2 separate regions of the Triticum aestivum genome follow, and region 1 is linked to region 2. Evidence: chromatin contacts called from public Hi-C data. All regions are on one chromosome and are shown on one strand. Each heading gives the region's core, a stretch centred on a gene start, on an enhancer-like site or on the middle of the called end of the contact. The rest is flanking DNA. Distances are from core to core; before and after follow the strand shown.

Region 1 (4,680 bases), core at 661-3,160, 87 kb after region 2:
TTGCAAAACAACAAGTATCGTTAACCAAGAAAATTAACTATTTCTTTCTTGAGTCAATATCCATTGCTTCATATTACATTTGTTCATAAGAATGTTTCTCAAAAGATTCAGTTTTTCGAGCTAAATGTCATTCTGTTTTGACTCAATAACACCAGTCAACACGGTGGAATCTAATTGTTGTAATAGCAGTCAAACTACAACAACATATAGACAGGAGCAGGAAATTTGGTTTAATTATAAATGTCTACAGATAAAAGAGCATTTGGATAGTTGTGGAGAGCTAGCTCTTGTCGCATACAATCTATCTCTATAGCTTTCAAGCAGTAATACTTATATCCTGATTGGTAAAACAAAATTGATCTTCTTTGTTTCTTCTAATCTCTGACTTAGAAAATGAACTAGAGAAGGGAACATATACTACATTCTTCTTCCCATTTTAGTCTGTCACGCTCAATAAGTATTTATGGTATTTATGTGTTGTTATTAAGAAGCTTGCCTTTTCAGCTATTGCCATTTTTTTAGATTTGGCTCAAAAATGAAACCCATATAGTTTAGTAGCACTATAATAATGGATTACAATAAGTGCCACTTATTCCGAGTTCTCGAATTATGATACATTTTAGCCACATGATAATATAATTCTCCTGTCATGCATGTCTACATGGTTAGTTGCATCATTTTCACCAGCTAAAGATAACTTTCTTCTCATAGGAAACATTTTTAAAGCAAAACATTATTTTCTTTCACTCCGTGTTCATTTTAACCCATCATAGCTAAAACAGAACAATAATTGTCAATATCATATCAATATAGCTTTTGTTCTTTCTTAGTTGAGGCCTTGTCGGCGTCCCGGGCCTCGAGTACACTCGCCCCTGCGCCATCGGCGTCGGACTCGGTGCTCCGGCCGTACCTCCATCTTTCTTCACAAATGAAATGGACCGGCCCAAAATTGAAATTCATGAAACTTACTTGCAACTGAAATCTCCGAACTTGTGTCATATCACTGAAAGAGCGATATCCAAGTGAGACGACTGACAAAAATGAAGAGACCACTAGTAGAGACAGAGAAACTCTTATAGGTTTAAGTTATTAGTGGCGCGAGGTCAAAATTGCACGCCACTGGTAATTTGCCAAAATACCTCTTAGTAGTGACGTGCCGGCTAACGGGCACGACACTAGTTATGTGCAAATGATACATTGTATTTTTGTTCTGTATATAGAAAAAGGGTTTATTCTTACTTTCTCTGAGTACAAAGTTACACTAAGTCAACAACAATTAATATGGAGCAGAGGAAGTACGATATTTTGAGAACCTTCCAGTTACATGTTTATATTAAAAATAACAAAAAAATGCTGAATTTCAAAACCGAGGTACTTCAAATATTCGGCGACAAAAAGAGTAACCTTGCTAGCAAAAAAAAAAAAGCTGTACAACAGTGTGAGGGCAAGGGAGTAAAAAGTTTCATCAAGAGGTAAAAGTAAAAAAAAAACACATGTTCCGCATGCATCAACGGTCTACCTGGCTGCTAAGCATATTATGCCCTATAACATAGAGTACGTTTTTCACTCTCCCTGCCGAAAATATACGTTTTAAACTCTAACACCAAAAGAATGAGAATCATGTTGCTTAATACTAGCTGAAAAAGAAATCGATCCAGTTGCTAGGGACGTCGCCGTCCAGGGGTCCATGCTAGAAATGTGTATGTACTAGTACCAGCCGATGTGCCCCGTCCCAGTTTTGAATGAACAAAAAGAGAGGCTGGCTGCTGGCGGAGCCACGGAGATGACTCTTCGCTCGCAGTCGCCCGTGGTGAAAGCGACGGTGACAGATTGAAGACAGCTCCTCCCCGCTCCCCAGCCGCGGGGCGTCCACCGTCACGCCACTAGTGCCCTGCGGTCAGCGTCGAACACGTCAAAATCTCTATGCGTTGAAGTAACTGGTGGTGGTATGACGAAGGAGTACCAGTGGCGTGACTGTGGGCTTTGCTACGCGAGAACGATCGCTTCGACTGCTGCTGGCTGGCGCTCACAGTCGTGCATGACGCGTACGTGTGTGTGACCTACAGTGACTTGGTGTGCTGTAAACTTGGTGATGCAAGTGCTAAGTATTGAATCGTCACCGAGTTTTTATCCAGATTTTGTGATGTCAACTTTAAAGTACGCGACTTCTCCTTTTATATTAGACCAAAAAAAAACAATTGAAGATAGATTTAAAAAGTAAAATAACACACCACTTTGGGTCAAGCTTTTCTCCATTTGTCAAGCAAACGGACAAGAAAACACACACCGCTGACCTGGCCCAGTTAGCTGTTCTCCGTTTTAGGTTCCCGTCCAGTTTTTATTGGGCTTTTAGTTTTCTACTACTAGCAAATATGCCCGTGCGCTGCAACGGGAGAAAAACTATTAGATTATGCAGGTGTGGTAGATATAAAGAAAAGTCTGAATCAAATGCCAGGATGACATAAGGACTTTTAAAATTTCATTTCACAAACCATGTCTAAGTGATGTCATGATGAGATAAGGGACTTTTAAAAAGTATCACGGTTTGATTTCCTAAGGCGCCACAACGCAAAAAAAAATGGGCTAGGCAAACTTCAATGATGGACCCTGCCTGAGTTAGACAGATGAATAATTTGTCTCGTTTTGACCTAGCGTAATGGTGTTTACCATACCCATTACTGTGGTACCAGAATAAACATCGTTGTGTACGGAGGCAAAATAGACATGTAGTCATTTTTATATAGCTTTCAAAAACTAACCCATAGAAAGCTAGGTCAATTTTTTGGGGGCTCGGCGTTCTATGAAACACGGAAAACTTTTTTTAAGCCGATGCGAGGGACTAAATAAAATCATAAAATGACCTCTATAAATCCCCTATTAAAACTTCTATGCAAGCGGCCATTTGTTTTGTTTATTATTTACGGATCTGTTTTAATTTTTGGGAACATTTTCTAAAATTTCATGTATATTTGTTTTCTAATACCACAATATGTTTTGAACACTGGATTATTTTTAGAAAATTATGAACATTTTTATTTCATATACATAAATTTCAAATCATGATTTTTTATAATATGCGAACATTTTTTTGAAATCATGAACATTTTATGATTTTACAAATATCTTTTGAATTCATAAAATATTTTATAATTTCTCAATATTTTTAAAGCTCCCAACATTTTGAAATTTGGTTCTTTTGAAATCCAAGAATTAACTTGAGGAAGGAAAAACAAAAACAAAAATGAAAAGGTAAAAGGAAAAAATGAAATAGAAAACAGGGGGCGCCACCACCCTCACATGGGCCGGGCCATTAGCTCGTGCGGGAGGAGGAGGCGCGCTTCCTACAGAGGAAAAATGGGGTAGGAACCAGGGATCAACCCCTGGTCTCTAGTGTGGTAGACCGACGCCTTAGCCATTGGGATACCTGTGTGCTTGTGTTACATGCGTGTATCACCTTATAAGAACCAAACCCAGTGGCAGTTTTGAAATAAATCCGAATTGTTTTATTTATGGATGGCATAGTGGGTAATTTATGGCAACATCGGGGGCAATTTTCATGACAGACGACCAGAAGCAATAGTCCCTTTATTATTAGGGGTAGATTTGTTTACTATACTGGTATGTCAAATATTTGTAATTCCTTAAATTTATTTTCATATTAGTGCACTTATTTTCAAATTCATGAATTTTTCAAGATTTTGTGAAAACAATTCACATTTTTTTCCAAATTCATGAACTTTTATAAATTAGTGAACTTTTTCATATTTCATAAAAATATCAAATTCGTGATTGTGTTTTCAATTTTTGTGATTCTTTATCAAATTGATGAACTAGCATCGTCATCCCGTGTCAAGTCAATGAATAATCTGATTATAAACCCACAATTCATCGAACCCCAAAAAACGCACCACAAAAGATTACATCATATCGATCTCCGAAGAGAACATTGTATTGAAGATCAGAGAGAGAGAGAGAGAGAGCCATCTAGCTACTGCTATGGACCCGTAGGTCCTGTGAGGAACTAACACATCATCGGAGAGGTGGCAAGGTTGATGTAGAGGCCCTCCGTGGTCGATTCCCCCACCGACAGAGTACCGGAAAAGGCCTCTAGATGGGATCACGGAAGAACGGATACTTGCGGTGGTGGGATAATTTAATTATTTCGAGTCTCGCTCTGGGGGTTTTGGAACATTTGGGAACTATAGTGTCAAATGGAGGGCACGCCGTGCTGCTTTGCCATCTCCTCGTCTGTCTTATGGACCTCCCCCGAAGCTTCCTGGGTCTCTTTTGGTCCAGAAAAAAGCGTCAAAAAGTTTCATCATGTTTGGACTCCGTTTGATATGGTTTTTCTATAAAACCAAAAATATGCAGAAAACAGCAACTGACACTTGGCACTGAGTTAATAGGTTAGTTCTTAAAAATGATATAAGGCATATAAAGCATACAAGATTGATAATATAATAACATGAAACAATCACAAATTATGGATACGTTGGAGACGTATTAATGGACACTTAAAAAACCTGTTGGGCAAGCAGATTCACATCTCTTACAACCTACACAATCTTCGGTTATCGGTGCAAAAGCAATTGAAATGAGATATGATAGCTTCTTTATGGTCTAATCCTACATAACATACCCAACTCTTATTGGTTCAATGTTTTCCGTTTCCGAAGACTA
Region 2 (4,665 bases), core at 1,615-4,114:
CTATTCCTCTCCCCGGGCCCGCCGGTCGGTGGGAGCCACCACCATTCCCCCCCCCATTTTCCCCCAAAAACACTCCCGCCCGCGCGCGCTCCCGTCCCCAACCAGCCATGGACGATGTCATCGACCTCGACGCCGCCGCCGACCTCGCCTCCCTCGCCTCGTCCGGCGCCGCCGCCCCCTCCGGGAAAGGCAAGCCTCGTGCCCCACGCAAGACCGCCGCCGCGACCAAGCCGAAAAAGGCGCTGACGCCCGAACAGCGGGCAAGGGAGTCGGCCAAGACGAAGGGCCGGAGGCACGCCGCGGACGCGAGGGATGAGGCCGCCGCGCAGGCCGCCGCCGTCGCCGCCACGCAGCAGGAGGTCACCAACACCCGCGTCGCGGCGGCAACGAGGGAGGCGCTCTACATGCTAGGGTTAAACCCTAGCCAGCACGGCCTCGTCCAAGCCGCCGTCGCCGCGGCCAGCACCGGCTCGTCTGCATTTCCTCGATGGTGCTGCCCGACTCGCCCCGCGCATCGGCTTGCAACCCGATCCCCGGCTTCTACGTGTACCCGCAGGCTTCCCGCCTCTCCGGGGAGTGCTCGCCCGACGTGAGCATGGTCGCGCCTTTCACGCCCGCGCCCGCGCCCATCGACCTCAACGCCACCCCGGTGGTCGGTGGCTCGTCATTCGGCGGCACGAGGAAACGCGTGGGACAGACGCCGGCCGGCGAGCTCCCAGACGCCCGCAACCTGTTCGAGGAAATGCTGTCCGCCGTCGACGTGGACTACATGCAGAACCTCATCTTCGACGGCGGTGCGCCGGCCGCTGGCTATGATCCCGACGAGACACAAAGTCAGGACGGCCGCGGGGCGTTCACGCCGGCCGCTGGCTATGATCCCGATCAGGCGGCCTTCATGCGTGATCAGGTCGGCATCGACCTGGACGGCTTCCCCCTCGACCACGAGTTCCCGGACGACTACGGGCTAGAGGAAGAGGACGAGTGCGACATCGAAGTGGAGCCTTTGTTCGAGGACGAGCTCGCCAACCAAGCCGCCGGTCCTAAGCCGAAGCGCAAGAGCAAGCGCACGAAGGCGTACACGGCGGCCGAGGACAAACTTCTTTGCGAGTGCTGGCGAGACATTGGACAAGACCCCAAGACGGGCGCCAAGCAAAAGCATTCAACTTTTTGGATTTGTGTCCACCGAGAGTTTCATGAGCGCAAGAAGTTTCCACCTTATCAATTTGTGAGCACGTGCGGGTGGGTCTTTATTTCCAAGCGGTGGAGGGTGATCCAACAAGAGTGCAACAAGTTTTGCGCCACTCTTGAGAGCGTCAAGGCCCGCCCCGTGAGCGGCATCGGCATGCAAGACATGGTATGCTAGCAAGCAAGCCGCCCTCTTTTGTGTCATCAAGTTCATCCTTTGCGTGTTCATTTGCATATCACTTGCCCATATGCTTGCATGGAAATATTTTGTAGGCATTTCAAGCTTTGGAGGCATTCAAGGTTCAACACAACGACAAGTGCTTCAACCTCTCCCATTGCTATCGGGTCATCAAGAACGAGGAGAAGTTCAAGGCGCAATATGCCGCACTCAAGGCACGTGGGGGGAAGAAAGTCGTGGAGGATGTTGGGAAGGGCGAGCCGGCATGGCCGCGGGGGAAGACTAACTCCAAGAAGGAGGACAAGCGAGATGCGGCCACCAACGCCTTGATCGCAAGCGTGAACAGCATGATGAATAAGAAGGACTCAAGGAAGGAGGAGCGCCGTTGTTCCAAGGCGGAGCAAATGGATGCTTTCATGGAGATCCAAAGGAGGAGGCTTGATCTAGACGCCGAGAAGCAAGCCAAGATGTTCGAGCTCGAGGCGGAGAAGCAAGGCAAGATGCTAGAGATCGAGGCCGCCAATGCCAAGACCAAGGCGAAAGAAGTGGATCTTGCGAGCATGATGACCGGGGTGGAGAACATGAAAGTGGATCTCAACACCGTGTCGCCAAGGAAGAGGCCGTGGTTCGAGAAGATGCAGGCCGACATGCTCAAGTTCGACGACGATTGATCTATGGCGGCGAGCGCCATCTTTTTTGTATGCCGGCAGGTGTGCCGGCATGACCACGGGAGCCGCGATGGCGTGGTCGAACTCAAGTCACATCCTTTTTTGTGTGCTGGCATGTGTGCCGGCCTGTTGGCGAGTGCGCCAGCAAGAACTGTGGTGATATTTTCTGAGGACGGCATTGTATGCCGGCGTTGGCATTGGTGCCGGCATGAGACATGGCCACTGGCATGATCGGCCGCGGGCCTTTTTTATTTACAGGTTGAATGCGGACATGAAATGGATCGGCGCGTTGAGCGCACTGTTGATCCAAATGTAAAACTGGGCGGATGCCGGACGGACGGCCGATCCAAACGGACAAAAAGCGGACAAATGCGCCGCCCGTTTGGGTCGCCCGTTGAAGTTGCTAATGGATTGGTCGTCAATCGAAAAATAGGAAAACCATCTAGAAGAACCAGACTTCCAACAAAACCAGCTAGCCGACCTCTCACGGCCAACCCCCTGAGAACCAACGTCCCTTGACCCGCTTTGACCCTTTCAACCAACGGACGGACCGACGTCATCTGCTGTACAGATCCCATCCCATCCAAATCCCACCCTCATTTCCACTAACGTCATTACCGGCGTCACCCTCACCCGACCGATCGGTCATGTCCCGTCCCTGGAGGGCAAAACCGGGATTCGTAAGCAAACAAACCCGAGGCCCCTGGACGCGCACGTTTCGCACGCCATCCCCGTTGGCCTTAAACAGCGCGCTGTTCTGCATGCGCCGCGTCCCCTGCGACGTCGACCGGAGCGTATATATTTCTCCCCCGCCTCACTTGTTCCCCATCACTTCAAACAACACCCACGGCCATCACACAGCTCAAGTGGAGCTCCCACTTCAGAGTTCAGACAACACCCACAGTCAGCTCTCAGCCCCTCAGCTCAATCAACGGCAGCAGGAACACACACGCGGAGATGACCTTCGGCTTATCGCCGACACTGGATGCGAGCCAGGAGTACATGATTCGGTTCGACGGCCACTTCGAGTTCGAGGACCCGTCGACCGTCGAGCCGCCGCCGCCGCCGTTCGCGGCCAGGGCGATCTCGTCCGAGCAGGAGCATAGCGCCATGGTCGCCGCGCTGCTGCACGTCATCTCAGGGTACGCCACGCCGGTGCCGGACTTCTTCTTCCCGGCGAGCAAGGAGGTGTGCCCGGCGTGCAGGATGGATGCGTGCCTCGGGTGCGAGTTCATCGGCGCGGAGGCCAGGCCGCCGGCGGCGGCTGCATTGGACGCACCGAAGGCGGCGGCGGGCGGGCCGCAGAGGAGGCGGAGGAACAAAAAGACCCAATACCGCGGCATCAGGCAGCGGCCATGGGGCAAGTGGGCGGCGGAGATCCGCGACCCGCGCCGCGCCGTGCGGGTGTGGCTCGGGACCTTCGACACCGCCGAGGACGCCGCCAGGGCCTACGACCGCGCCGCCGTCGAGTTCCGCGGCCCGCGCGCCAAGCTCAACTTCCCATTCCCCGAGCAGCAGCAGCAGCAGCTGGGCGGCAGCGGCAATGCCACGGCCAAGTCCGACACGTGCTCGCCCTCGCCCTCGCCACGCAGCCCGGACGGGGAGGAAACAGAGGAACAGCTCTGGGATGGCTTGCAGGACTTGATGAAGCTAGACGAGAGCGAGCTTTGCTTACTGTTCCCGGTGGCGGTCAACAACACCTTGGAAATGTTTCACGCGCCGGGAAAGAGACGACCAGGGGCCGATCTAGGGGGTATCATGGCTAGCAGTTAGACCAGTGGCAGTGCGCGCGCGTGTCTCTCAATCAACACGCATGTACACGACTTCTAGATCCTGTTCAATACGTGGTTAGCACACGTACTAGCTTTGGTTGTAATTCTGTATAAATAGGCACCCGATCAACGGAAAAGTTGTGTTGAACCATACTCCTCTTTCATGCAGTATGTACTTAACACGAATGCTATTTTTAGATTATTTGTTGGCACTATGATGTTGTTCACCGCTGTCGATCGCCCGCGCTGATCTCGTCGCCGGCACCATCGTGATGAGCCTCTTGTTCTTATCTTCTTTCTGAAATAAAAAAAAATCTTACTTGAGATAGATACTTGTCTAATTTTCTTACTTTTATTATTCATTGTTATTATATAGTGCGATGGTTCTGGTATCCGCCCCCGTCGGCCCTCGTCCTGTCTATGATTCGGATGTGGTATATATTATCTTTTTATAACTATTTGGTTCATTTATTGTTTATGACAATTATGCCGACCAACGTGACATAGATTTTATTTATGTAGGAGGTGGTTGAACCGGAAATTCCAACTGACCCTATTATCGAGAGGTTAAATTTAGTTGAAGAAGAAAACAATTACTTGAAGGAAAAAATAAAAAAAATTGAGGAGGAGAAGATGATATTGGAGTTGCATGTTGCGGATGTCGTCGATGATCACAAGATCAAGATGGATGCAATGCGGTTCAAGATTAGAAAGATTAGAAAATATGCCATTCATACCGAGGCTTGGTATCATTATGCCGTTGGATCAATTGTTACCTTAGTTGTGATTATGATCGCATTTGTTCTTGCATTGAAAGGTTTTACATAGTTTCAATGTATGGTTTAACTAGATGCTCTAGAGA

Evidence for each region. Hi-C and Micro-C count contacts between places; a contact is called where the count stands out from the background.
Region 1: a Hi-C map of leaf shows a contact between it and region 2, with 4 times the contacts expected there. The contact joins the enhancer-like site here to the promoter of LOC123174921 in region 2.

The regions. Positions count from the first base shown.
Region 1 is chr1D:455,726,916-455,731,595 of IWGSC CS RefSeq v2.1, forward strand. No RefSeq gene overlaps it. Among protein-coding and RNA genes, the nearest start is that of LOC123182899, 11 kb to the left of the region's middle. Within about 2 kb of position 1,911, at least 2 of the 8 cell types and tissues checked have an H3K27ac peak or open chromatin away from gene starts, as enhancers often do. A contact at or near this core is called in leaf, where this site is marked.
Region 2 is chr1D:455,639,402-455,644,066 of IWGSC CS RefSeq v2.1, forward strand. LOC123174921 (ethylene-responsive transcription factor ERF109) reads left to right here and starts at 2,865. Exons shown (of 1, transcript XM_044590111.1): 1 at 2,865-4,005. The coding sequence starts at 2,989. The coding sequence ends at 3,804.